4 separate regions of the Sus scrofa genome follow, and regions 1, 2 and 4 are each linked to region 3. Evidence: chromatin contacts called from public Hi-C and promoter capture Hi-C data. All regions are on one chromosome and are shown on one strand. The core of a region is the stretch at or near the end of the contact, and the rest is flanking DNA. Distances in the headings are between cores, read along the strand shown. Region 1 holds the start of SYT11 (synaptotagmin-11). Region 2 overlaps DAP3 (28S ribosomal protein S29, mitochondrial). Region 3 holds the start of CLK2 (dual specificity protein kinase CLK2). Region 4 holds the start of MSTO1 (misato 1, mitochondrial distribution and morphology regulator).

Region 1 (7,171 bases), core at 3,151-5,650, 400 kb before region 3:
GATCTGGCGTTGCCGTGACCTGTGGTGTAGGTCACAGATATGACTCGGATCTAATGTTACAGTGGCTGCAACATAGGCCTGTGGCTACACTTTTGATTCAACCCCTAGCCTGGGAACCTCCATATGCCATGGGGTGCAGCCCTAAAAAGCCTATATATAAATAAATATATATTTATTTATATCTCCCCACCTTACAACTGAGGAAGCTGGACTCAAACCTGCTCTGGGCCATATAGTAGCCAATGGAAATGATGGGATTTAAACCCTAGTCTGACACCAAAGTGTGTCTACATCTTGGATAAGCAGGATAGCAGAGGACCTGGAAATCATATCAAAAGAGGAGAAACTGAAGGAACTGGGAGTTGCAGGGGTCTAGGAATAATAACTTTCTTCAATTATTTAAGGCATTTTTGCTGGAAGAAGATCTGATGTGGTCTTATTTGGAGGGTGGGTCTAATAGCAGTGAGTGAAGGCTATAGGAAGACAGATTTTTGACTCAGTGAAAAGAATCCATTTATTGTTAGAACTGCCTCTCATTGGCCCAGATTGCTTCAGGAGGCAGTGAAACTCCATTTGAAAACTTTCAAAGAGACGTTGGATCACCATGGGTCAGGCATATTCTACAAGGGATTTCCTTAATGGGGATTGGACTAAATGTCTTGGAAATTCATTCTACCTCAAACATGCCATGGTTTTATGAAAGCTGGGACCAGGTAGGAAAAGAAGTGGTTACATTTTGAATTAACATAGATTAGGAGTAAAGCCATTGACAAAATAAACCAAGGTGACCATGTCCATGGCATACTGAATAATACTACTATTTATTCTCAAAGAATCAAGGGAAATAAAAGCTGATAGGGAGAAGTTTCACAAAATGGAAGCAGCCTCGGTGGTATGCTCCTTGAGAGTGGGCAGATATAACATCCTGTTCTTCTTCTTTTTTTTTTTTGTCTCTTTAGGGCCTCACCCAAGGCATATGGAAGTTCCCAGGCTAGGGGGTGAATTGGAGCTACAGCTGCCAGCTGACACCACAGCCATAGCAACGCAGGATCCTAGGGGCATCTGCGACCTACACCACAGCTCACCACAACGCCTGATCTTTAACCCACTGAGCCAGGCCAGGGATTGAACCCACAATCTCCTGGTTCCTAGTTGGATTAGTTTCTGCTGCGCCACGAATGGGAACTCCCATCCTGTTCATCTCTGAATCCCTGAATCTCTTGCATCTACCAGGAGTTCAGTAAATATTTGTTTGAACAATTGGTTGGATGCCAACTGTCAATCACAAAGTGCACAATTTGAAAAAGTGGCTTTCCATTCACCTATCAGAGACTTTTCTGAAAATTGCTTGCTACTGATTAGTAAAACTGAACTTTGATGATCTCTATGAGAAGAGAAAGCATGGAATGATCAAGACAAGTAAATTTTTGAGAATGATTTGAAAGGAAGTTCTAAAGGCTCAGGATGGGAGGCATTTGAGAGATCCTTTTGGCTCTACCATAGATTTACTCTGTGATCCTGAGAGATCCCACTGCTGCTTACAATACCTCAGCCTTTATCACTAGAAAATAGAGATGGAGTGGGTAAAAGAAAAGAGGATTTGCATCTTTCAAGAGAATAGAGAAGGAAAAATAGAGAAACAGATGAATCCACTTGTAAACTATCTAGGCGATCTCCTCCACCCTGTTTCCTGTTTTGGCCCTCCTTTCTTCTTCATTCTAGCATTTGCTAACCCCTGCCTCTCTCTCCAGCCCCCAAGGCAGTGAACTAGAAAAATCAGAGAGGCTGAAACTCAGGACCCTCTGTCTAGCTTTCGTCAAAAGCTTGGTGGGAAAAGGAAGTTGGAACTAATGGCTGAAGTCAGTGTTTTTCAAGTAGTTGTAAACTGCAGTGACCCATGCTGCTTGCTCCTTTTGTCCTCCAAGGTCATGGATAATTGAGTGTTGGCTTGGTGTATCTCTCAAGGGCTATGGGGTTTGAAATAAAGTACTTTATGAGATAGGTGAAAAAGCACAAGTAGCAGTTCTCTGTGGAGGAGATCCTCTGTATGGATTTAAAGATCTGCAAGACACATCTGGGCTTTGTCCAACTCTTCAGCCTCTGACCAGACCTGCTTATTGACAGTTCCTTTGCTAAAATAGCTTTTCCCTGTCAAGTAGGCCAGCGTGACACAGTGAAATGAGAAGAAACTTTGGCATCAACTGGAAATTGGTTTTAATCCTAGCACTACCCTAACTAGTTTGTTTGACTTGAGCCATGTTATTTTACCTCCCTTAGCCTCAGTTTCCTGGGCAAATATACATAATAATGAATACACAGGAGGGTATTTGTAAGGAGTAAATAAAATGTAGTACATAAAACACTTTTCTTTTTTCTACTAATACTCCTTCTCGATGAGATCACTACATTATGCTCTACACCATCTAACTTCCCAGGGAATGTGAAACTGCAATTAGAGAAAAGAATATGTTGGAAAGAAGGCATAAGAAGGAAAAGAAAGAGCAAGAAGAAAAATCACAGGGTGCTCACGTGGTCACAAAAGGGACATCTATTTTGGAAATTTAGAACTCAAAGAATAAAAATGCAGAAGGTGAAGTGGAAGAGAGAAAAAAAACCAAAACAACAACAACAACAGAATCAAGATTTAGGCCTTGGGGAATCAGCGGGAACAAGGAGTAATGGGTGTGATCTGTTGTTTTGTGTACTTTCTCTGATCTGATGGCTTCTTCCTGGCATTAAGGGGATAGAGCACACTGGGCTCTGTTCATTTCCATAAACCTTTCGCTGGAGTAGGAAAAGCCATTTCCTAGTTGGATCGAGGCCCCACCCTAAACACTGGAGTCTGGAGGCTCAAACCTTCTGGATTGTCTGAGGGATAGACTCTCTTAAGGGAAATGACAGCACCCTTCGCTGACAGCAACTCTCACTGGCTTCTCCCGTCCAAACTGGGGTAGGACTGAGGGCGAAGCAGGGCAATTCTTTTTTTATTTTTGGTCCAGGAAAGCATAGCACAGGAAGTTTGCTACCCTAGCACATTTTGGAGGAATCTCCCAAGAGGAAAAACTTTGCTTCTTCTCGAGCTTCTCTTTCCCATCTGCTTCCCTATTTTCCACCCCACTCGCTGCTCCAGGGAGCGTAACTGATCTCCGAGCCCGTAGGGCTGGGTCGGGGACCAGCGGCTCCGAGATGACGTAATGCTTTCTCTGGTACACAAAGCGGCCTCCCCAGGGCTCAGCCTTTTTCGCCCCTCCCCCTCCGGCCTGGATCAGGCCCCCGCCAGCACCAGAGCGGGTGAGTCCCCCTTTTTGAAAAACCAGTCTAGGGAAACAGGGAACAAAGGCCCGGGAAGAAGAGCCTAGGCGCTGCCAGGAGGCCCAGAAATAGACATCACGTCATCCCCTAGCCCAGCAGCGCCAAGCGCCATTTGGTAGCATAGGAGGACCCCACCATTACGATGCAGAATAGAAATTGCAGGGCTCACGTTTTCTCCTAGCCCCAGCATCCAGCTGACCGGCTTAAGGAGTGGCTTGCTTTTGGCTCTCCACCCCCGCACCCTTCTCTCCCCAGAGGCCGCCACCTCCCCTGGCTCCCAGCCACACAGCCCACAGTCTCCAAGCTGCCATCTTGATGCCCCATCCCCTTGCCACCTCCCTCCCCCGCAGCCCTGAAGGAGTGGGAGGAGGAGGAAGGGGCACCGCCCTGCGTGCCCCAAGGGGGAGGGCTCGGCCTACCCCACCTCTCCTCCCCCAGAAGGAGGGGTTCACATCCTCCGCAAGCTCTCTGTTTCTCACCTCCAGCAGTGCTGACAGTGCACCATACAAGGTTTTAGCATCCCGAACCTCCCCAACCTCGGTGTGGCTCTGGCCTTCCCAGCCCCTGCAGCCCATAGCTCAAGTTCAGGTCTGCCCACTGCCTACTACGCATCACCACAGGCCCGATTTTAGAGCGGATAGCACCTGAAGGTCCTGGTCTTGGTTTCACTCTCTGCCCAGCCCCTGGGCTCCCTTGGTTTTGCAACGGTTTCGCCTACCCCAAGCTTAGTTTGCCAGATTCTACTTACCAAAGCTAGGTCGGATATTGGTGATCTCAGCCATGTCGTAATCGGAGGCTATTGCTATTAACGCGTTTGCACTGGTCAGGCAACTCTGGGAACCTCCGGTCAGTACCTAGGCCGCCGCTGCAGAGCGCTAGGTCAGGGGAGGGGGAAGGTATCTGGCGGACGCCTCCTGCGACGGTCTGGTCCCTGGTTGCCAGCTGCGGTCGCCTCTTAAGATGCTCCAGGGATGCTCTGAGCTAAGGATGCAGGTGCAGCCAGACTGGTCCTGATGCGAGGTAGGCCCCGCCTTCTTCCGAACGACCCTCGGCAGAAGGCTCCGCCTCTGTCCGAAAAGTTCCGGAAGGCAAGACCCGCCCCTTTCCGGAAGACCTCTGGGAGGGGCCCTCTCCCTTCGCCAAGATTTCCAGAGAATGAGACCCCGCCCACTAATGGGTTGTGGGTCTGTAAGGCGAAAACTCTGCGGCCTAAGAAGTGTAGGTAGGTATTTTATCATATGAGAGCCTATAGATCTTGTGATTCCGGTTCCCTGGGCTTAATATAGTAACTGAATATTCTGGCCGAGGGGGACCCAGGATTTTGGAAAAACAAAATTCTATCTTGCCTACATTCAGTATCAATTGCAATTATTATAAGTTTATGAGACCACTAAAGAATATTTTGAAACCTTTCTTAAACTTCAGAAACTCTGATTAAAGACCAAACGTGGTGATGGTTGCAGAGTTCTGAAAATTTAGTGAAAATAATTTAATTGTATAAGTAAAACGGCTGGGTTTTGTGGTGTGTAGATTGAAACTGTTTTAAAAAAGGACTAATGAAGAGTGCCAAAGTTAATCAGTGTTGGATATTTCTCTTGTAAAAGCTTCAAGTGCTTAGGGCTGCTTAGAGAAGTTTGAGAGAGAGAGTGAGGGAGGGATGGAGGAAGAGAGAAAGAGAAGTATGGAGAGAGGCAGTGAAAACCAACAGATCCGTGTATTCTGTAGATCCAAAAGCAGGACACAAATGAAACTCCAAGCTTCTAGAGACTTCCTTGGCATTCGGAAGGTTTAGGGTGATTCAGGTTACCGTCAGACTACTGCAGGTTATCTCCATGATTACATCAATTTCGTCATTCATTTTGGTTGTGGTTACTTTCATCCTATCCGATTCTGTTTACAGACAGGATCAGGTCAGGTAGATTATTTAAATGCATAAATATTTGGTGGTGGTTCACCTGTAAAGTGAGAGAGTTGAATGTATTTTTCCAGCTTTGACATTTTGTCCTTCTTGAAAAGAGGAAAAGAACATGGTTCTAGGAGTCATTCATTCATTCAAAACACATGTATTGAATTTATTGAACATTGACTATGTCCCAGGCACCATCCTGGACACCGGATTAATGCATTAGAAGCTAGAGTGAGGCTACTGGATTCCCTCTCACAGCTAGTTATCTTTGTGAAATCATCTACCCAGTTGAGCCAAAAATTTGTCCTGCGGAAATTGGAAGGTATAATATCCACTGTGCCACAGGATTTATTGTGAAGATCAAATCACCTTTGATAACGTAAGTGAAAGCATTCTGTTAAATGCGGAGTGTTTTATAGATATGAATAATTATAATTTATAATTATGGATTGAGTCCAAGTCTGCCTTAGCTTTATTCAGGAAACTGCAGTTTGTAACCTAGGGATTCCTCTTTCTGAAATTTTATGAATTCCCCGTTTCCCTGGTCCCATATTCCAGGTGTCTCGTGGCGAGAAGGATTAGTTGTCAAATTAAATCGCTGAACCTTAATCCAGTTTTGTTTTGAGTAGGGGAGCTCCCTGGACAGAGAAAGCGAGGTATTGCCTTTAAATATTTTGCCAACAACGGAGTACCAGATCTTTGCCTTCATTCTGCCCTAAAATAGGATGGCGCCGGTGCTTGGCGCATGCTCCTTGGTGTTCTGACGCCGTGCACCGCGACTCGGGGGCGCGCACGTCAGTCGCTGCCGTTGGCTGACTTCCGGTGGTACCGAAGCTGAGTTTCCGCGGGATCCGGCCGGCTGGTGAGGGTACTGGGTTGTGTGCATTGGGGCGGGAAGACGCAGGTGGGAGCTGGGCGTCCGGGAGAAGGAGGTCCAAGCCGAGGCGGTCGGGTGCGTCACAGAGGTTGGGAGTGAAAGTGTCTAGCTGGGAGTGGGGACTTGCTCCAGCGCTGGGCGCTGCGATGAAAAGCGCAGTTAGGACCCCATTGTGAAATCTTTTCCCAGGAGGGGTCCGCGCTGGGGCTGCTGCCGGATTTGCATTCATTTGCCCGGTTGGTCTCATTCCAGTTCCCAAAGGGGGAGCCTTTTTAGAGTCACTGCTGTGTTTGAAGTGCCCGGAGCTGATCCCTGCTCGCTGCTGACTTTGACTAGTAGCTGCCTTTCTTTCTCTTTCTCCTCCCTCCCCCTTTTCAGGACCTCTGTGAAATATAAGACTCTACTAAACTACTCCCACTCCACTTCTTCCCCGGCCCCCCGTACCACCCTAAGTCATAGGGATCAGTGGAATCTTCACGTGTTTATTGAGCTTTAATTACTGATATAAGGGTATAGGTTGATTTGGCATGGGCGGGGGATCTCTCCTAGTGTTCTGGAGAAAGTGAATTAGGGAGGTTTAAAACTAACCTTATAGTTGAGACTCTTCTTGAAAGAACTTTATTTTTAGTCCTCTTGTCCAAGCTCTCATCTAGTGCCCTGATAGATGGGCTTTCAGGCCTTGCTTTAACATTGTCAGTGATGAAGAAGAACTCTTTGTAGCACAAGACAACTTACTATTCTTGAACCTTTTTAATTGAGAGTAAAGTTTTTTGTTGTTGTTGTTGGAAAGATATAGTCAGTTTCCATATAGTGCTCTTCTTGGTCCAAGGGGCGCAGAATAAACACAGAATAGGAAGTTCACGCCCCTTTTCTTTTTTCTTTTTCATTTTTGGCCACCCCACAGTATATGTATTTCTGGGCCAGTCTCCACCCAAGCAGCAGCTTCAGAAATGCTGAATCCTTAACCCACCCACCATGGCAGGCCAGGGATCAAACCTCTGTCCTAGCACTCCCCAAACTCTGCTGATCCCATTGAGCCACAGCAGGAACTCCTCATGCCTCTTTTATTCATTCAT
Region 2 (7,244 bases), core at 1,215-3,714, 280 kb before region 3:
TATCTTTTTTTTTTTTTTTTTTTTTTTTTAAAGATTCAAATTAAGTCTTTTGGAGTTCCCTGGTGGCCTAGTGGTTAAGGATTCAGTATTATCACTACTGTGGCTTAAGCTGGATGCCTGGCCCAGGAACTTCCTGTGACAGACATCATCAAAAAAAAAAAAAAAAAAAAAAAAAAACACAAATCTTTTATAGCTTTCTCCTCACTGAATCCCACCCCTCTGCTATCAACAGCTTGTGTTATGAGGTCCCTCCAATTCCCTCCCGTTTTGAGCACCTGCATTGCAAAGCGAGGAGGCAGGCCATGGGGGAAGACAGTCTTCAGCTCCTGGAGGGATATGTTGTAGTGCTGACCCTCGTGCTGCTCCCTATGCTTGGCCTATGAAATAAAAATGCAAACAGGTATAATGGATAGAGTGACAAAGACTTTGAAAAAGTAGCGAGGGTCATCTAGTCCATACTGAGGAAACACTTCTCTCAGAGCTGGAAAAGACAGCTTTCATTTCTTAGGCAAAACCTCGTTGTTATCCCCAAATCCAGTGTGTATATAAAGCTGATGTTGGTCTGAATGATGAAGCCAGTTGCTCAGCAACGTAAACCCTAGATATAGAGAGAGCAGGGACAATTCTTGCCATCTGGATTCTTCTAAGCTGTGTATAGAGATGCTCCAGTCACATGACAAGATCATCTGCATGCTGCTGTTGCCATAGAAACCCCAGAGGAACTGGCAGATAAAGGGACTACAATTACATGGAAAGCTGAAAGGCACTTCAATGACTTCATTCATTTATTCTGTTTCATCTTGTGCTTGTGAAAGTGGATGAACACTAGAGACATAAATAAAACACACCCTGCTGAGATGGTGTTTTGGGCAATGAGTTTATTTTTTTCCCCTTCCACCCGCACAGCATATGTTAAGATGGGGCAACTCAGGGGGTAGGGACAAAAAGGGACACAAAAGCTATTGGTTCTCTTCACATTTAAGACATTTAAGCACAGACCACACAACAAATTTCACTTATAAAAGGCAACAATAACACTGAGGAAGAAGAAATCAACATTTAGCCCAATGGGACCTGAAGTAGAAAATGCAACACTGGATATTGCTGGAATCCTGGCTTCTGCTGACAAACTTCACTTTAAAATGCTGCTCTTCTCAACTTATCAAGCTAGTTCCCTTTCCAGACACCATAGGAAATCCACTTAGAAAGGTGAAAGTACCAGATTGGCTGGTACCTGCCCTGCTATGTGATCCTGGGCAAGTAAGTCAATTTCTTTAGGATTCTCCATAGCAGGATTGGTGAACCAAGGCTGGCTACCCATTTTTGTAAATAAAGTTTTACTGTAACACAGCCACACCCATTTGTTTACGTCAGAGCTAAGTAGTTGTGACAGAGACCACTTTGGCTCATATGCCTAAAATAATCACTATCTGTTTCCTGAAGGAAAAATTTGCCAATCCAACATATAGTAAGATCAATAATAACTACTTAATTTAACTTCTAAGGAACTGACTTATTAAGTATTTACCATGTACCTACTCTATGCCCCACACAACCCTTGGCATGAAGTGAGTTCAATGGTAGGAATTAGAATAGATGTGGATTGACCTGAATTATGCTACCATGGTATCAGAGATGGATGGGGAACACTGGGGTTCCATAACGCTGTTGCAGGTACATTGCCTGACTATATTTAAATCTGCTTAGCTTCTTTGGGTTTCCGTTTTCCTGATATGTAAAATGACTTAAAGGTCCTGAAAAAAATCCATATGCACATTAGCAACTCACCGGATCATCCTCACTGGTGCGAGAAATAGCTCTGGGACTCTTAACTGGAACCTGGTTATCCAGATGAGCAGCAAGGCTTTGGGGTGCCTGGGTCCCCATATACAAAACATGTCCAGGGTCCAACTATAAAAGAAACCATTTTAGTGTTCTGGAATTACTAGGCTTTTTATTCTTGCTACAACACTGAGGTGTTCCCCCCGCCCCACCCCCCTTTTTAGGGCTGCATCTGTGGCATACGGAAGTTCCCAGGCTAGAGGCTGAATCGGAACTGCAGCTGCTTGCCTACACCATACCCACAGCTATGTGGGATCCGAGCTGCGCCTGAGACCTACGCTGCAGCTCATAGCAATGCAGGATCCTTTGACTCACTGAGAGAGGACAGGGAATGAACCCGTATCCTCGTGGATACTAGTCGGATTCTTAACCCAGTGAGCTACAACGGGCACTCCTACGACACTGAGGTTTTAAGACATATCTGCCATATGGAAAAATATCACTAACATGCATTTTAGTTTTATGTAAACCAGATTCCTGTTATTCTTTATAGTTCTCTAAGTCCAATCATATTATTCATACTGTGAATCGGTTCCAACTTGCTATGTCTGGGCTCTGTCCCATATGGAAACAATTCCATCAGAGATTGTTCAGGAGCATAGCTAGCCATTAACAACCTAACTCAGGAAACGACATTTAATGCTCTTGCCCACAGTGATGAATGGTGGCCAGTATTGTACAATTCCCAGCTGTCTAGTAATCCTAGTGACCTCAGTTATTAGGGGATTAGTGCAGTGTTCCTATTTGATAGGTATAATTACACTCCCTGCAACAATTTTCTTGCTAGCTGTGCCCTGAAATAAAGAATCCTTTATTAAGGACATGTAATGAGGGAGTGTGTAAAGCATCCAGCTAAGTGAAAATAAACTGCTCTCCAGGCATGTCAGTGAACTGCACTTGGAAACCTCAGAAGTGGGGAAGGGTTAGGGGAGAGGATGAGATCTCAGGAGACAAATCTGAGAAAAAGCTAACTGGAGAATTCCCAAACTGGGTACAAGGATAAGAGGCCTTGTGTAGAAGTGAAAAGATGCCAGTTACAAGACAAAGATTAGAGTATGAAGCCAGCAAAATCAGGCGAATGGAGGTGTGAGAGATGGCTCTAATAAGGGAGTCTCTTGCTAGGTCAATAAGTAATATGAAAGCTGCCTGAACCAAGCAGCTTCATGAGTGTAGACAAGGTATACTGTTTTTGTACTACCTCTCCTAATACTTACCCATTTAACAAGAAGACCTTAAACTCCATTAACAACTTTATTTTTTCCCCCAAACTGATACCTTCACCTCTAAATCTCTGACTTTTCATCTTTCATAGTCTAGGAGATTTGTGCTCCCCAATACGTTTAACCTTCAGCTAATCAACAAAGCTTGGATGGTTCCCTACTAATATCAAAATAAGTCTCAAAGTCCTTAGCATGATAATCAAGGCCACTGGTAGGAGTTCAACCTACATTTCTAGTCCTATGCCTTTCCAAACTCTATACTCCAGCCAGACAACCATGCTAAAATATGTTCTTCATTTTCATGGCTTTATACTTCTGTTCATTCTACTTCAAATTCCCTATTTAATCTTACTCATCCTTTAGGGCTTATCTCAAATGTCAAATCCTCTGTGAAGATTCTCCAGACACCTCCAGGCAAAAGTAATTATCTTTCCCTCCATAGGGATAGCATTTTCTTTGTACTGCATGCACTTTTACTCTGCTTTGGACTACATTCACAGCTTCTGTTAACTGAGTACCTACAAGATGCTGGGCAATATAGGGTTATACACACATTATTTTTGAACCATGAATCCTAGAAGATAGGTAGAATGTTATGTCTATTTTATTGATGAGGGAAACCAAGGTTTGGGGAACTTAACTTTGTCTAAGGTCACAGGGTGGGTAACTGATGAAACTAGAATTCAAATCCAAGTTTGTCTGACTCCAAAATCTTTATCCTTTTTATATCATTTTGTCTCCTGTTCTAGGCCACAAGCACTTGGAGAAAGGATCAGGTTTTATTCATATCTGATAAACTATTTCTTTTTTTTTTTTTTTTGTCTTTTTTGTCTTTTGTTGTTGTTGTTGTTGCTGCTATTTCTTGGGCCGCTCCCGCGGCATATGGAGGTTCCCAGGGTAGGGGTTGAATCGGAGCTGTAGCCACCGGCCTACGTCAGAGCCACAGCAACGCTGGATCCGAGCCTCGTCTGCAACCTACACCACAGCTCACGGCAACGCCGGATCGTTAACCCACTGAGCAAGGGCAGGGACCGAACCCGCAACCTCATGGTTCCTAGTCGGATTCGTTAACCACTGCGCCACGACGGGAACTCCTGATAAACTATTTCTATGTCTACTCCCATATTTTGCCTGTAAGCCATTTTGGAAATACAGCAACAGCAACAACAACAAAAAATATACAAAACATATACACAAAACTCAAACAGTATCATGTATAGAGCGAGGCCAGTGTGAATTCAAGGCCTGTTATGTCAGCATAGTGATCTGAACAATACACCCCACTACTGATACAATTTTCTCATTTCTACTGGAAAGTATCATGTCTCTAAGGCAGCAGTCAAGTGGAAAATTATAGACATTCAAGGGCCACAAGGTGGTGCTATTTCTACAAGAAACCTATGACTTTTTAGTTAAACGCTAATTTTGCAGCACATTAAAAGCTAGCAAAATGGATTCCTTACTTCTTAATGTCATATATGGCATCACCTAGCTAGTCTCATTTCCAGGGAAAACAACCACGTGTACAACTGCCTCTGCACAGTTTCAGGATGAAAATCACACAGTTCAAAAAACAGCATTCATGAGCCAATAAAGGTTACTCTAAACCAATCCACAAAAAGCATAAAATTCTTCTGACATTTCTCTGCAGTTCTTTCTCAGGTCTTTCTCGCCTGCTAATAAGGAAGAAGAAATTGTAGACTTTTAATGGAATCCATCCCTTTGTTCTTTGCTTTTATTTTAATTTTATGATAATGGGTTTGTTTGTTTGTTTGTTTATTTATTATGAGAAAGGACCTGAAACAACACCCAGCTGCCTGTAGGGTCATAATGGGTTATTGTGTTTGTTTGTTTTTGCTTTTTAGGGCGACACCCGTGGCACATGGAGGTTCCCAAGCTAGGGGTCGAATAGGAGCTATAGCTGCTGGCCTACGCCACAGCCACAGCAACATCAGATCGGAACTGTGTCTGCAACCAATACCACAGCTCATGGCAATGCGGGATCCTTAACCCACTGAGCAAGGCCAGGGGTTGAACCTGCAACCTTATGGTTCCTAGTCAGATTTGTTTCTGCTCCGCTACGATGGGAACTCCAATAATGGGTTATTTTATGTATACAGGTTTGTCATGAGTCTGGGGTTTGGGGGGGTGGTGAATACTATAGGAGGGAGGGATCCTTTTCCAGGAATCCAATTTGTAATTAAATGATTAGATGGAAGTGACTAAGTGCTTCTGGCTCAGTTCTTATCCTTTAGGACTTAGCTCTGGTAGCATTTCCTTTGGACCCTATAATCCACATTAAGTGCTTCTCCTGGGTGCTGTTACAGCACCATGCTGTAACAATCATTTATTCATGATTCCACTACTGAACTTTGAGGTCCTGAAGAATATGGACCACAAAATGGAATACGGCACAGTGGTTAAGGCCACAGGCTTTGAAGTCAGACAGACCTGCTATCTAGTCTGGGTTAGATAACCAACTTCACACCATATTACTTTAGGCAAGTTAGCCTTTCTAATCCTCAATTTCTGCGTCTGTGAAACAAAGCTCTTATCTACTTCATGAGTTGGTCATAATTGATGCCCAAAAAAGAGTACCCTTTATTAGTGACATGAGTCATCTTAGAATCCTAAGTACCTGCCATATGGAAGGTACTAAAACATTATTTGCTAAATAAATGAGAGAATGCAGCAAAGCAACAGAATGGACTTTCTGACAGATGATTTTGTTATTTTAATCAGCTATCAGAAATTGGCAACTTATTCAATACTTCATTGAGGGAAGATAATCATCAACCCAATTAGAGAATAATAAATGTTAATAAAGATAGCTGCACTTAAGCTTATTTATCTATTTTAATTCTCCTATGCCAGGGTAAATTCTTAAGCAAAACTGTTCTATAAGACCTGCTACTGGATTTTTAGCACAATGAAGTGTATGGGCAGAGAAATGGAATTGTGACTGTTCTTTTCAGTGTAAACTTGTAAATTCAAGCACTAGTCAGCTCAAGTATTCCAGAGAATTTTATTCTGGGTACAGTGATTCCAGAAAAGAAATCCACCTAAAGACAGTTTGCACAAACTATTTAGGTCAGTTAGGACTCACCTTATGGACCCTGGAGATGAGCCTTGTTACTCCTTTCAGCATTACCTCTGCAATTTAAAAAAAAGTGAAAAGGTAGGCCACCACTGGGAAAAGATATCTGCACGATAGATTAGTATCTAGAATAAAGAATGTCTTTAAATTTATTTTAAAAATGAAAAGACACAAATAGACATTTCACAGAAAAGAGAATGCAAATGGCTAGTAAACTCAAGAAAAGATTTTCACCTTTATTACGAATCAGGGAAATGTAAATTAAAAACACTACAATGAGGAGTTCCTGCTGTGGCACAGTGGTTAAGGATCTGGTGTTGCTGGGCAGCTGTGGCGTAGACTGCAGCTGTGGCTCAGATTTGATCCTTGACCTGGGAACTTCCATATGCTGCTGGTGGGGCCAAAAAAATAAAAAATAAAAACCCAACACGATGAGACACCACCCACAACCACCATATTAGGAAAAATGAAAAAGACAACAGCAAATGTTAAAGAGGGTGCAAAGTATTGGGAACTTTCCTATACTGTTTATGGCATCATAAATACAAATAAATATCTTGGAAAACAAATTTGGCATCATCTGCGAAGTTGAAAACGTACATGTCTATGGCCCAGGTATTCCACTCCTTTGTATTTATTTTAGAAAAACAGGTTATATGTACACTGGGAAATATGTATCACAATGTTCATAGTAGTAGAACATGGATTATCAAATTCTAAAAAAGTTCAAACGTCCATTGAAGAAGAGTGGTTAAATAGAGATATGGTCATACAATGGAACATCATACAGAAATAAAAAGAATAAACGAGAGTTCTTTTGTGGTCTAAATTAAAACCACTACAATGAGGAGTTCCTGCTCAGCAGGTTAAGGATCCTGCACTGTCCATGCAGTGGCTCAGGTTGCTGCTGTGGCACAGGTTTGATACTTGGCCCAGGTACTTCTGTACACTGGGTGGGGCACAGCCAAAGCAAAGCAAAGGAAAACAAAACAAAACAGCAAAATCTCCTGCATTTACATGTATGACATAGATGAGTCTCAAAAACTAATACTGAGTGAAAACTGTAATATATTGCACGACATAAT
Region 3 (6,909 bases), core at 861-3,360:
AAGAGGTCAGGAGAGGAGGGAGTGAGGTGAAGCCTTCATTCAAAGATCACTGGACAATCTGAGGGTCCTAATTAGCTATGGTGGTTTCAATTCCAGGACACACTTAATTGCAGCATCAACCCAGGACGCAGCCCCTTGTGACTCTGACTGCAAGATCAGTCCTTTCAGCCCCCGAAGGAAGCTTAGTGATCTCCAAATCCAGGCCTCCAGGAAGCCCCTCAGACGCTGTGCTTTCTATCAACAAATACTAGATCCCCACTTCCTCTCCTTCATGGCCACTGGACAAATCCTGTACATGAGCTGGGAGAGGAGAGGGAAAGAGGGTTTGCCTAGCCATAGAGCATCTTCACAGCCTGACTCACAGGCAGTCACAAGCCTGGCGGGTGATGCAGGAGAGAGGACAGAGAAGAAGCACAATAATACCAGGAATACATGGCTTCTGGGGATACATTTGAGGGTGAAATGGGTGAGAGAACAGTGACCCTCAAGAGACTAGAAAAGGTGCACTGGTAAGGTGAGAATGAGGCAGTAAGGAAGAGAGGAGTGAAAGGACAATGAGAGAACTAGGAACATTTAGGAAGTGTGTATGTGGATTAAGATGATGTCTGGGTCTCCAATTGTGTTTCCAGGCTCTTGATTCACACCTCATTCTTTCTGCTCATTTTGCTCCCCAAGTTGGGTGCTTTGCACACATCCTTGCCTCATCCAAAAGCTGTCCTTCATTTCCCCCAAGGACAGGGTTGCTCTCCTCCCCTAGCGACCTTGATGTGGAGGTACAGCCTGATGGGGACTGTGGAATAGCCCCACCCCCTCTCTTCGTCCCTTCTCTCTGGTGGTCACCTGGGCGGTGGCCGTGCTCCTGCGTGGCTGCCTCAAATCACTTTTGAGTCTCGGCCCTGCCCGGCCGAATTCCTCCTTCAGCACCAGGGACAGCGATCAGAGCTGTTGTCTGGACACCCCCTCCCCCACCCCCAGCGTCCCTATTTTCCCTGGTCGCCTGCCCTGCTGAACTAGGCAGGTGCTGGGGACGGGAATGGGGTCGGTGGGAGATAGCAGAGTTCGGTTTCTCCCTCAGATTGACCCTGAGCCTTGAAATATGATAAAATTTCCCAGATCCCCAGCAAGCAGGACTGGAGGAGGCAGCGGTCCCTAGTTCCTGTATTCCCTGTGGTCCAGGTGGGGTGCCGGGTTCCTGAAATGGGAAATCCAGGTCTCTGTTAATCTGCTTGTCCCTTCCAGCGCCCCCAGCCTAAGAAGTCAGCCAGGATCTCCAGCTGGGGACCCTTTGCCCAAGAATTCCCGGGCTAGGTTGGGGGAAGTGACTGTCGGCCCCCCAAGGGACCCCTGGGCCGGAAATGAAGTGTCTGTGGAGGGTGGGGCTGGCCCGGCCCCGTGCCCCGGCCCGTGGAGGTAGGACCTGTGTCCCCCGCCCTCCCTGCCGGACCCTCAGTACCGGAAGTCGCTGTAGGGATGGATGATCCAGGCCCCCGCTGACTTGACCCGCTCCTGCTCGATTTCCACTGCTTTGTGGCTGCCGAACACACGAAGGGAGAACTTGTTGACCGTAGGCTGGAGCAGCGTCCCGAGCTGCCTCCTCTTGGGCTCAGGCCCGGGCCCGGACCCAGGGATCGGACCGGAGGCCGTGGTCGTAGACGCCGGGGCAGCAGGAGGCGCCGCCTCCAGTCCAGGGGTCGCCCCGTCGCTGGTCCCAGTCGGCGGCCGCTGCTCCGCCTCCATGACGCCTGTCGGCCTACACGTTTGGCCTCCTATACCCTGCCGCGGCCATTCGGGACCCCCGACCCTTTCCGGAGTCGGAGCGGGAGCAGCCGGGCTGGCTCTGAGCGGAGGCGTAGTCGGCTAGGAACTGCCGGCGCGCCGGCGGAGGGGGTGTGTGCGACAGACTCTGCCGCGGGTGGCAGGGGGGTTGCGCTGCGCCCCCTGGCGAGAGTTGCGGGAAGGCTGGGCAGGGCGGGCGGAGGTGGGGCCACCGAGAGACCTCCCGGGAGGGGGCGGAGCCAATAAAGCCTGTAACCGGAGGGATACCGAGGTGGGTGTGGCTTAGCCAATGTGGGCGGTCCCTCAGGTGCAGGGAGCGTAGGAGAACGCGGCCAGTGCCAAGAGGGCGTGGCCTAGAGCTGCGGTGCCTTTGACCACGGAGTGCCGGGGAGGCGGAGCCGCCTGAGATCCGCGGGAAAACCGGACGCCGGTTGTAGTTCGTATGGCTCCGGAGGGCGAGGAATTGGGAACCAATGGAAGAGGCAGGGATTCTTTGGGGATTCTCCTTCCTAACGCTTACGGACTTCCTGCATTTCACTTTTTTTTTTCTCTCAGCACTCTCCTAGGCATATTCTTAAGGATCTCCTCGTTACTGCTCCCCCGAGTATTTCATTTCTGAATTCATCTGCCACCTTCACCACAAGCAACTCGGCCCATCACTGAGCGACCGCTGAGGATACAAGGATGAATACAAAGCCCTAGCCATAAAGGCACTGCTCGTCTACGCCCGCAAACAGAACAGGTAAATTACAGTAGTATGTGAAGTAAATTCTTCCCTTTATCTCCATTTCTTATTGCCTCCGACTTATTTCAAGCCCTCAGCATTTTTTCACCCAGATTATTTCAGAAGCGTCTAAATAGGTCTCTCAACTCTCAGGCCAATTCTCCTTCCAGAGTTAACTTCCTAAATCTAAATGTAGCTATCTCACTTGCTTAATATCCTTCAAACTTCTTAGTGTTCTATAGGATTACGGTTAAATTCCTTAGAATGACAACACAAGGCCCTGCAAAATTTAGACCTCTCTTTTCAACAACCTCCCTTCTGATAGTCCCTCTCTTGAAAGCCAGGACTCCAATTCTGTTTAAACACTTCATTTTGCTTTGTCTCCAGACTTTTGTAAATACTTTCTCTGCCTAGCACTCTCCTCCAATTCACTTTCCATCCATTGGTTCAGATGTCATCTCCTCTAGGAAACCTAGAAACACATTTATAACTCTCCTTTCCCAAGCTAGGGTTGTAGTCTAGAGCTTTCTTACAGTGGCCAGGGCACCACTGTTCATAACAGCTCTTAGCACAAGGCTGCCATTATTTGTTTACAGGTCTTTCCCATTATACTATGAAGCTCTGAAGAACAGGAGCCTTGAGCCTGGCACAGTGCTGGACAGAGTAGGAACTTAATAAATGCTTTTTGAATGAACGAGGGAAAGTGTACACGGAGAAGGAAGTGAGGTTCACTTTCCTCTCCACCCCTTCATTACCCTTCAGCTTCTATTTCAAGAAACTTTTCCTAAACCATTTCTGGCCAACTGATGAAAAATTCCTTCTGACTATCCTCCACCCTGACTCCTCTCTGTTTCTTTACTTGAATATAGTTATCCTCAGGTTATTTTTCATTTTCCTAATTACTGCTCAATTCCTTCTATAACATCTGTAACTCTACCCAGTTTTTCTCGTCTTCTGCTTTTTTTTTTTAATTCACCAAATTTAGACTTATCATATATTATGTGTAGGTATATAACAAAGTTCTCAAGTGATTTCCCCTTCTTTGGCACCTGAATCTCCACCCCTCCATTTCTCAAACCTTTCCTCCAAAGCCATTACCCCCCTCCCCCATATACAGAACGTGCACCAGCTTTTGTTCAGGACAAAAGATGGGAACCCCTCTTTGCTGTGGTTTGGTAGGCGAACTGTTTCAAAAACAGGCTATGATGGAGACTCACACCTCACCACCAGGCTTCAAAAGGTTTGCGGAGCGATGACATTCCGTAAACCACAACCCCTTCCTTTCAACCTCCAAACCTAACAAAGCAAGCCACATAAGTCCCACGAAAAGGGTCAAAGATTGAGGAAGGATACGGAAGAACACCAGGCGAGGCAGCGCGAGCCCAATAAACCGCTTCCACTCTCTCCCCGCCCCCATGAGCTTCCGCCCCCAGCACCTCCTCGGCTCTCACCGGACAGCAGAGAGCTACGCTAAGACGCGAAGGCGTGCGCGGTCCTGGGGGGCGGAGCCTAGGGGTAGCTGGGAATCGACGCAGGACGTGCGTGCGTGCGTACGTGCTCGCTCGCGGTGGCGGCGGCGGCGGATCGGGGAGGCCAGAGCCGGAGACCGAGCTGGGATCGGGCCCCGGGCGGGGGCGGTGCGAGCGGCGCCAAGCGGATCCTGGGGGCGGGCACGGAGCCGGGGCGGGCGGGACTGGAACGGAGCCCGGGAACGAGGCGGGAGGTCCAGGGTCTCGGGTTGGGGGGGTGGAGCCGCACTTCGTCGCCGCGGGGGTGCCGGGACTCCGGCCGCAGTGCCGCCGCCATCACGGACTTCCTGTGGGACAAGCGCACGGGCCTCGCCGCCAGAACGGTGAGCGCGCGGGCTGGCGGGCCGCGGGGCCGCGCGGAAAGATGGCGACCGCGGGGCGGACGGGGAGAAGATTGGATTGGGGGCAAGGGACCGGGGCGAGCTTGGGGGGTGGGGTGGGGCTGAGACGTGCGAAGTGGCAGAGGTGAGGAGTAGGAAGATGAGGTGGAATGTCGCCCTGTCTTAGATGCATTGGTAAAGACCAATAGGAAAGTTAGGAGGGACCAAAGTAGGAGAAGGGGTGATGGAGTAAAGATAGGAGTGGTTGCAAAGATGAGAAAGAATAGAAATCTCAAAAGTTGGGCCAAAGCTGGAGAGGTTGGAAGACACCACCATGTCACTTGGAGGCTGTGGAAAGAGTTTGACTCTAGGAGTTAGTTCTGGATTTTCTAAGTGAGAAAGAGAGGAAAAGATTAGAAGTGGAGAAAGATTGTAAGCTGGAGATAGTTGGGGGGGAGGGTTGGAAGGAGGAAAGCCTGTGAGGGACTTTGGTGGCACTGTGTATGTAGTGAGATGACATGTGCGTGGCTGTGTTAAGCAAGGTTGGGTTATCGGGGAGAATCTTGTACTTGCGTCTTCTTGGCTTCCTGCAAGCCCTTTTACGCCTGGAATGAATCAAATGCCACCCTTCTCTTCAATTTGAGAAGTAGCTCAGAATGGAAGCCAGATGTTGGAATCATTAAGCCTTTTCCACACCTAATCCTACCACTGCCACCCCCAACAAGGTGCACCTCTGTCCCTGGCCCATGTACTTTCATTCTGCCCTGTAAGTCTCATCTTATTGGTTCCTGACAGTAATTTTCTTTCCTTGAAGGAAAAAAGAATTAGTGCACCCTGCCATTCCAATTCCAGTAACTGGAAGGTGGCCGGCTTTTAGCCAGGCAGTACTGATAATAATTAAAAAGCAGTTATTCGGTACTTCCTAACCCAAAAGGGAAGGGGCTGGGTGGAAAGCTGACTGCAGCTTGGGGCCTCCTGGATTAAAACCATTTAAGGACGATTTGGCCATTGATGTGAGAAATGTTCAAGGGGCCAGACCCAGATCCCTGGAACTTGCTTGTGTTTGGTATATATACTATAAGTGGAAAGCTGGAAAACTGGATTCTTACCCTCAGGATATAGATGGCCTAGTTGGGGAGATAAGATACACTAATGATTGTAAAACACCATAATAGCATATAGTGAAGCATTATTCATTATAGTAAAGCACAATAGCGAATGCAGCGTCGCACACATCCATCCAAAATCTCAGCCAAAGATGAGCTGTGGCCATCTTCGTCAATTACGTAGTCTCACCTGTAATGAGCTGTGGCCTGAATGTTGTCATGAAGCCATATTTGAGGAAAATCAGACTAGAGCAATGAACTCAGTGGAGTGAAGCTTCCTAAAGCTGTCAGCCAGAGTTATTAGGTGAATATATACTCCATTAAGCACAGAGGAAGCTGTGGGTGGTAAATACAGGTAAAAATTGAAGAACAGAAAGCAGCTTAGAAGAATTCCTGCTGTGGCACAGCGGGTTAGGCATCTGACTGTAGCAGCTCAGGTAGCTGCGGAGGTACAGGTTAGATCCCTGGCCTGGCACGGTGGGTTAAAGACTCTGACATTGCCACAGTTTCAGTATAGGTCACAGTCGCAGCTGGAATTCAATTCCTGGCCTGGCCCAGGAGCCTCCGTATGATACAGGTCCAGCCATTAAAAAAAACAAAAACAAAAAAACAGCTTAGCATCTCTGGAGGAGTCAGTCCTTGGAAGGGACGCCTGAAAACTCAGAGCTTGCCCCACTATTTCTGTTTATCCTTCCTTTCTAGATGCCTCATCCTCGAAGGTACCATTCTTCAGAGCGAGGCAGCCGGGGGAGTTACCATGAACACTATCGGAGCCGAAAGCATAAGAGACGGAGAAGCCGCTCCTGGTCAAGCAGCAGTGACCGGACACGGCGGCGCCGACGGGAAGACAGCTACCACGTCCGTTCCCGGAGGTGAGGCCTCAGGAAGAGAAACTCATACTTGATCCACTCATTCATTTGTTAAATTGAACAAAGATTTATTGGAGTTCCCATCGTGGCTCAGTGGAAACGAATCTCACTAGTGTCCATGAGGATGCAGGTTTGATCTCTGGCCTTGCTCGGTGGGTTAAGGATCCGGTGTTGCTGTGGTTGTGGTGTAGGCCAGTGGGTACAGCTCCGATTTGACCTCTAGCCTGGGAACCTCCATATGCTGCAGGTACAGCCCTAAAAAGACAAAAAGAGGAAAAAAAAAGATGTATTGGTTTCATGCTTAGCAGCTTGTGGATGTTTATGCTCAAAATGGGTAACAAGGAGTTCCTGCTGTGGTGCAATGGGATTGGCAGTTTCTTGGGAATGCTGGGACGAGGGTACACTCCAGCCTGGCAGTGGGTTAAGGATCTGGCGTTGCTGCTTGGGTCTCAGCTACGGCTCAGATCTGATGCCTGGTCCAGGAACTCCATGTGCCTCAGTGTGGCCCCCAAAAAATGGATAACAAGGGAGTTCCCATCATGGTTCAGTGGAAACGAATCCGACTAGTATTCATGAGGATGCCGG
Region 4 (7,312 bases), core at 408-2,907, 310 kb before region 3:
CATTGGTGGGGATGCAGCTTCTTGCCTCACAGCCTCTGGCCCCCCCCATACCCGTCATGGTTGTACTTCTGAATCATACAGATGCTCCGGGGATGGAGATGGACTCTGAGGAAGTCTGACCAGACTCTGATGCTGCCCTCTGTGGGGATAAGTGGTTTTGGAGCTGTAGTGGTGGTGAATGGTGGGGGGCCTGAAGAAGAAGAAGAAAAAATGTACCTTTCTCCATGGTCCTGCTTTTCCCACTTCCCCATTCTGCAGGGTCTTGAGAAGTCTCACCTTTGCCATTGGGAATGGGCTTGACCCTCCAGATACCATCACTACTCAGCACTCCCTGGGAGGGATGAGAAAATCTACATTTAGTTTCAGGCAGAAGTTGACTTATCCCCCGTCACTTTGCTGGTCACAACATAAGCCTCCTTTCTGTTCACATAGTCATAGTCCTTTAGGAGAAAAAAGGGCTTTTTCCCAAAATACCATTTTAGGGCATTTTAAGATGACTAAAATTCTTTTTTTTTTTTTTTTTTTTCCTGTCCCAGTGGAGGCACTGTGGTTGTAGCACTGGGTTTAAACGTTGAGGACAGAGGTCCTTACCTCTGCACCCAGCAGGTCCTGGAGATAAGGGTTCTTGGGATAGAGTTCCTCTTTGTGTGTGGTGAGCTTTCCCTGCCTGAAAGAAATTGAAGATTGGTCAAAGTGACAGTGTCCCTGAGTTCTCCAGGTCCTCTCAGAATATCACAAATGTCACAAATACCATGCTATTGCAGCATCTAGCTGTTTGTCTCTGTAGAGTCCACCTTCTTGTTTTAGGGAGCTCAGACTACCTGCACAAAAATAACAGGCAATGTTAGGTAAAGCCGAGTCCCTCCCATCCTTCAGCTAGTCTGGTCACCTGACAACCTGCTGTCACCATCACTCCAGCACTTGGCTCTTTCAAGCTTTCTTGAATATACATGTGTTGAAATTTTTTTTTTTTTTTTTTTTTTGCCTTGGAGAACCTAGATTCCGTCCTTCTCTTCCCAGCTTAGTTGTTAGCGGTGGGACCTGGGCAAAGACCACATCCAGCGATCCTGCGGGAGTGCCGCTATGTCCAGAGGCATAGTAGCCCATCCCAGAGATGGCTCTTGAACAGAAAAGGGTTTTGCGTTCTTTCGCCCCCTCGGTGTTGGCATACTGTGGTTATCTCTCCCTATGGCTCCTTATCTCTGGTCCTTGAGTCTAGTAGAGTCGGGGTCGAGGATCTTGAAGTCAACGAAGGGTGGAGACTCCGCACGTGAAGGGAAACATTGGGAACTGCCCGACCTCGGCCACAGCCTCACCCTTCAGATCCATGAGGATGAGTCTCGGCGTGTAGGTCTCTTGGCCGTGTAACGTCCGGCCGGTACGGTACAGGACATCAGGACACAGCTCTCCTGGCGGCTCCTTAGCATCGGTCGGCCTGCACAGCGCAGCATCCTGCGGAGACACAGAGGAAAGACTGGACTCAGGGATGGCGAGAGGAACAGGCCAGAAGGATGGGCTAGAAACCCCGAAAGGCTCAGCTGAACAGCCTCCCAGAGACCTCACCTGCTGATTCCACCAGTGCGCTCCCACGAAACCCGCAAAATGTCCCAACTGCAAAGTGAGCACCTCCCGGGCCCCGCCCGCCATGCCGCGCGGCTCCACACGGCAGCAGGGCAGCTGCCGGCCCACTCGCTGCTCCTAGCCGATTGGCTCGGCCGGCTTGTGGGCGGGGGCCTTATTCCTGGCTCCCTATTGGTCCAAAAGCACATCTTTTCCCATGGGCTAAATGATTCGTTGGGCTTTAAAGACACCGCTCATCATGCCCCGCCTCTTCCTAGTGTGGACCAGTTCTGCTTACCCTTGTCGTCGAGGGGCGGTGCCCCACGGCGCAGGCCGGAAATTGTAGGCGCCGGGTCCGTTGCGCCATACTGGAGAGTCCTCCGCGCGTGTGATCTCTGCAGGTCTTGTTGGATCCCTGGCGCTGTTCCCTGAAGAATCTCTTACCTACACTTTCCGGCTTTTGGCGGCTTTTGTCTCTTCTCTCACAGGAGAATTCTGCTGGCTAATAGTGCTTCAGGCGAAAAATAAAACCTTGCCAGAAAACTTCCAGTAGAGCCTCACACACTCTCCCCGCCTTCCGGTCCAAAAGGCATAGCCTTCCTGACTTCTCACCCTGTGTACTGGCGGTGTCTGTCTATCTAATGTAAGTGAATCGGAGTACTTATTCTTTTGCGTCTGCCTTTTGCTCAATATTGTTTTTTTGTACACTTGTAGTTCATTTTCATTGCTTCAGAATAGTCCTTTGTATGAATATACCGCAAAAGATCTGCTCTGCTAATAGATTTTGGAATTGTTTGCAATTTGGGGCTATTAGGTGCTATAGTTAACATTCTTGAGCACACATTTCTATTGGATATATATATACCTGGGAGTGTAATTGTTCTGTCATAAGGATGGCTGTTTGGATTTGGGAAGTAACACCAAATTCTTTTCTAAATTTTCTAATTTTCATTTTCACCATCAGTATAGGGGAGTTTGCAGGTGATGTTCCATAACCTTGCTAACCTTTAAAAGAGAATTCCCGCTGTGGCCCAGTAGGTTAGGAGTCCGCTGAGCCCCCACCCTGGCCAGGAACTTCTGTATGCATCGGTGAGGTTTAAAAAAAAAAAAAAAGAAACTTTAGCCCTAATCATATGGGTTTTAATTTTCTTGATTATTAGTGATATTCAGAACACCTTTTTGTATATCAGCCATCAAGATATCTTTTTTTTTTTTTTTTTCCTTTTTAAGGCGGCACCTGTGGCATATGGAAGTTCCTAGGCTGAGGTTGGAATCTGAGCTGCAGATGCTGACCTACACCAGGGATTGAACCTGAATCTTCTTGGATACTAGTCGGGTTCATTACTGCTAGGCCACAACGGGAACTCCAGGATACTTCTGTGAAGTGGATGCTCAGGCCTCTTGCCCATGTTTCTTTTGGGTTGTTTTCATCCATTTGTAGGAGTAAGTACTTTATCCTGGAAACAAGGCCTTTGTCAATTATATGTGTTGAAAAATATCTCCTCCCACTGAAGTATATATTAACTCTCCCACTGTGATTATCTCCTTGTAATTTCATCAGTTTTTATTTTCTTGTTATTAGTGCACACTAAAAATACAGTTGATTTATTTTGCTGGTGAATTTAAAGTTTTACCATTATAAACTATCCCTCTTTTTCTCAGATAATACTGTTTTACCTTAATGTATACTTTGGTAGTAATATAGATGAGCCAGCTTCCTTTTGGTTAGTGTTTGCATAGTCTTTTTTGACTTTTTACTTGCAACTTTGTCTCTCTTTTTATTTTTATTTTTTTGCAACTTTGTCTCCTGAAGACAGTATATACCAGAAGCAAACACCAAGATGGGATTACACCTGCAAGTACTTTATTGGGGAAATGCCTGTGTGGGAACATCTCAAGGAAACCAGAGGAGGCAGGGAGTTGTTAGACCTTGATGAAGGTATGAACTCTGTGAAGAAAGAGGGGGATAGAAGTTTGAGTGAAGCTTTTTTTATTTATTTTTTTGTCTTGTTGTTGTTGTTGTTGTTGTTGCTATTTCTTGGGCCGCTCCCACGGCATATGGAGGTTCCCAGGCTAGGGGTCGAATCGGAGCTGTAGCCACTGGCCTACGCCAGAGCCACAGCAACGCGGGATCCGAGCCGTGTCTGCAACCTACACCACAGCTCACGGCAATGCCGGATCCTTAACCCACTGAGCAAGGGCAGGGACCGAACCCGCAACCTCATGGTTCCTAGTCGGATTCGTCAACCACTGCGCCACGACGGGAACTCCTGAAGCTTTTTTTAAAACATTCTTATTGGGGGTGTTACTTATATACATTAAATGATATTGAGGTATCATTTACATCCTTTTTTTTTTTTTTTTTTTTTTTTCTTTTTACAGCCACACCTGTGGCATATGGAAGTTCCCTAGGGGTTGAATCAGAGCTGCAGCTGGGGCCCACGCCACAGCCATGGCAACACTGGATCTGAGCCCAGTCAGGGACCTACTTTAGAGCTTGTGATGAAGCCGGACACTTAACCCACTGAGCTAGGCCAGAGGATCAACCGACATCCTCACAGAGGTTTGGTCCTTCACCTGCTGAGCCACAATGGGAACGCCAGTTGAAGTTGTTTGTTTTTCTGGCTGGTCCCGCAGCTTGTGGAAGTTCCCAGGCCAGGGACTGAATCTACACCATAGCAGTGACCACACCAGATCCTTTAAGGATTTACAGGTTTACAGGTTGATGGATATTTGAATTATTTTCACTTTTAAGCTATTAAGAATAATGTTGCTATGAATAGTCTCATGCTGCTTGAACACAAGTGTTTGTGTGGACATATTTCATTATTTTTTTTTTTAATATTGCTGCACCCACAGCACATGGAAGTTCCCAGGCCAGAGACTGAATCCAAGCCTCAGATGTAAACTATGCTGCAGCTGTGGCAACACAGGATCCTTTAACCCCGCTGTGCCAGGCCAGAGATGGAATCCAGACCTCTGCAGCCATCTGAGCTGCTGCAGTCACATTTTTTTACCCGCTGTGTCACAGTGGGAACTCCACATATTTTCATTACTTTAGGGTAGATACCTAGGGTAGAAGTTGTTTGATAAATTTCATGCTTAACATTTTTAGGAACTGCCAACCTGTTTTCCAAAGTTATACTTCACTTTTTTTATTTCACTAGCAGTGTTTGAGGGTTCTTATTTCTCCATATCCTCCCCACCACTTATCACCTGTGGTTTTGACTTGCTCCTAATTACTAGTGATGTTGAGCATATTTTCATTATCAGCCAATTATGTCTTTAGAGAAATGTCTTCAAATTGTCCTTTTTTTGTGTTGTTTATCTTATTAGTGAGCAATTGTTTTTACATATTCTAGATTGTCCTTTATCAGACAGGTATTTTCTCCATCTGTGTCTTGACTTTTTCATTTTTTTAGTGGTATCCTTCTTTTTTTTTTAGGGGGCATATGGAAGTTTCTGGGCCAGGGGTCGAATTGGAGGTGCAGCTGCTGGCCTACACCAGATCTGAGCCGCACCTGTAACCTACACTGCAGCTCTTGGCAATGCAGGATCCTTAACCCACCGAGTGAGGCCAGGGATTGAATCCTCATCCTCAAGGATACTAGTCAGATTCATAACCCACTGAGCCACAATGGGAATCCCATATCAAATGTTTCTTGAATAGATCATTTCTTTGGTGTCATTTATAAGAAATCTTTGTCTAGTTAAAGGTCATAAAGATTTCTGGAGTTCCTGTCATGGCGCATGAGGAATCTGACTAGGAACCATGAGGTTTGGGTTCAATCCCTGGCCTCGCTCAGTGGGTTAAGGATCATTGCCATGAGCTGTGTGTGGTGTAGTTGCAAACGTGGCTTAGATCTGGCTTTGCTGTGGCTGTGATGTAGGCCTGCAGGTGTAGCTCCGATTGGATCCCTGGCCTGGGAACCTCATATGCCACATGCGAGTGCAGCCCTAAAAAAAGCCAAAAAAAAAAAAGTCATAAAGATTTCCTTTTATGCTTTTATTTAAATGTTTTATACTTCTTACACTTAGGTTTATAATCTGCTTTGGGTGTCTGATGTGAGGTAAGGTTCAAAATTCCTATTTTGGCATGTATGTATCCATGTATCCAGTTACCCCAGCACAACTTGTTGAAGTGTATCTTTTCCCCACTAAAACACATTGATAGCTTTGTTGACAAACCATTCCCCATAAATATAAGGGTTTATTTCTGGACTCAATTTTGGTCCACTGACCTAATGTCTTTCCTATACTGGTAACCACTCAATTTGCTTATTTAAGAAATCAGGTTGGTTTCATTTCCATATAAACTTTAGGCTCGGTTGTCAATTTTTGCAAAAAAGCTTGCTGACATTTTTAGTTAAAAAATATTTATGGCCGCAGCTGAGACATATAGTAGTTCCCAGGCCAGGGGTTGAATCTAAGCTGCAGTTTCCACCTATGCCATGACTGCGGCAATGCTGGTTCCTTTAACCCACTACGCTGGGCCAGGGATCAAACCTGGGCTTCTGCAGTGACCCGAGCTGCTGCAGTTGGTTTCTTAACCCACTGTGCCACAGGGAGAATTCCATGTGTTGAAATTTTAATATTGATTGCACTGAACGTATCAACTAATTTTGGGAAATTAACAAATTAATACTATTGAGACTTACAGTCCATGACCATGGACTATTTGTCCATTAATTTAAATCTTTAAAAATTTTTCTCAGTAATGTTTTACAGTTTTTGATGTATATCTTACACTTCTTTTATTCAGTTGCTAGGTATTTTATTTTTTTGCTATTTTAGAATTGACTTTAATTTCATTTTTGGGCTTTTCATTGCTAGTGTAGAGAAATACACTTGGTTTTGGTGTGTTAATCTTGTAGTATTATTGTGACTTACTGAACTTGTGCTTAGTTCTAGTAGATAATTTTGAGATTTCTTAAGGTTTTCTATATACAGGAATATGTCTGAAAATAGTTTCACTTCTTTTCATTCTGATTCAGTCCACTTAGGTGATGAAAGCCCCAAGATATCAGCTGTGCAGAAGGCTTAGCAGGAAGACAATAAAAATTGCGGCAGGACTGCAGTAGAAGGATCTTAAAAGGGGGGAAGTTCACAGGAGTTCCCGTCATAGCTCAGTGGTTAATGAATCTGACTGGGAACCATGAGGTTGTGGGTTCGGTCCCTGGCCTTGCTCAGTGGGTTAAAGATCTGGCATTGCCATGAGCTGTGGTGTAGGTTGCAGATGCAGCTCGGATTCGGCATTGCTGTGGCTCTGGCGTAGGCCAGCGGCTACAGCTCCGATTAGACCCCTAGCCTGGGAACCTTCATATGCTGTGGGAGCGGCCCTAGAAAAGGCAAAAAGACCAAAAAAAGGGGGGTGGGGTGGGGAGGGAGTTCTGACTGTGACTCAGCGGGTTAAGAACCCAACATAGTGTCCATGAGATGTGGGTTCGATCCCTGGCCTCATTCAGTGGGTTAAGGATCTGGCATCTGGCATTGATGCAAATTGCATCGAAGGCTGCTCAGATCTGGTGTAGCTATGGCTGTCGTGTAGGCCTGCAGCTGCAGCTCCAATTCAACCCCTAGCCCAAGAACTTCCAAATGCTGCAGGTGTGGCTGTAAAAAAAGAAGAAAGAAGGAAGCTGGGAGGGAGGGAGGAAGGAAAAGAAAGGGATGCAATAGGGAAGATTATGATAGAGTATTTGGAAAAAATTAAGAATCCATATGTAGCAAATTGCAAAAGTAATGAAGCAATTCT

The links. Promoter capture Hi-C pulls out the DNA fragments that hold promoters and counts their contacts. Hi-C and Micro-C count contacts between places; a contact is called where the count stands out from the background.
Region 1: a contact with region 3 is called in a Hi-C map of liver, with 7 times the contacts expected there. The contact joins the promoter of SYT11 here to the promoter of CLK2 in region 3. A contact is called at or near these places in 1 of 5 promoter capture datasets (fetal liver), 2 of 47 Hi-C or Micro-C datasets (liver and skeletal muscle) and 1 of 2 datasets of contacts at active chromatin or transcription factors (skeletal muscle).
Region 2: a Hi-C map of embryonic fibroblasts shows a contact between it and region 3, with 1.5 times the contacts expected there. The contact joins the enhancer-like site here to the promoter of CLK2 in region 3. A contact is called at or near these places in 2 of 5 promoter capture datasets (fetal skeletal muscle and liver) and 3 of 47 Hi-C or Micro-C datasets (embryonic fibroblasts, epiblast stem cells and omental adipose tissue).
Region 4: a contact with region 3 is called in a promoter capture Hi-C map of fetal skeletal muscle, with 5 times the contacts expected there. The contact joins the promoter of MSTO1 here to the promoter of CLK2 in region 3. A contact is called at or near these places in 2 of 5 promoter capture datasets (fetal skeletal muscle and liver), 2 of 47 Hi-C or Micro-C datasets (heart right ventricle and liver) and 2 of 2 datasets of contacts at active chromatin or transcription factors (alveolar macrophages and skeletal muscle).

The regions. Positions count from the first base shown.
Region 1 is chr4:94,158,691-94,165,861 of Sscrofa11.1, forward strand. It overlaps SYT11 (synaptotagmin-11), which reads right to left and starts at 4,401. Exons shown (of 4, transcript XM_001928804.6): 1 at 4,061-4,401. The coding sequence starts at 4,094. GON4L (GON-4-like protein) reads left to right here and starts at 3,197. Exons shown (of 34, transcript XM_021089699.1): 1 at 3,197-3,291; 2 at 5,943-6,080.
Region 2 is chr4:94,271,612-94,278,855 of Sscrofa11.1, forward strand. DAP3 (28S ribosomal protein S29, mitochondrial) reads right to left here. Exons shown (of 13, transcript XM_021089714.1): 2 at 6,169-6,215; 3 at 1,789-1,911; 4 at 276-377. The coding sequence starts at 6,210. Among named protein-coding and RNA genes, the nearest start is that of DAP3, 22 kb to the right of the region's middle. Within about 2 kb of position 2,465, at least 5 of the 83 cell types and tissues checked have an H3K27ac peak or open chromatin away from gene starts, as enhancers often do. A contact at or near this core is called in embryonic fibroblasts, where this site is marked.
Region 3 is chr4:94,556,110-94,563,018 of Sscrofa11.1, forward strand. It overlaps CLK2 (dual specificity protein kinase CLK2), which reads left to right and starts at 2,111. Exons shown (of 12, transcript XM_021089727.1): 1 at 2,111-2,518; 2 at 6,158-6,327. It overlaps HCN3 (potassium/sodium hyperpolarization-activated cyclic nucleotide-gated channel 3), which reads right to left and starts at 3,996. Exons shown (of 9, transcript XM_013997013.2): 1 at 3,952-3,996; 2 at 1,454-1,531.
Region 4 is chr4:94,250,909-94,258,220 of Sscrofa11.1, forward strand. It overlaps MSTO1 (misato 1, mitochondrial distribution and morphology regulator), which reads right to left and starts at 1,658. Exons shown (of 14, transcript NM_001244634.1): 1 at 1,564-1,658; 2 at 1,317-1,452; 3 at 752-821; 4 at 592-667; 5 at 277-331; 6 at 52-190. The coding sequence starts at 1,647. It overlaps LOC100525517 (a long non-coding RNA gene), which reads left to right and starts at 1,798. Exons shown (of 4, transcript XR_303111.3): 1 at 1,798-2,203; 2 at 3,378-3,499. DAP3 (28S ribosomal protein S29, mitochondrial) reads right to left here. Exons shown (of 13, transcript XM_021089714.1): 13 at 5,552-7,312.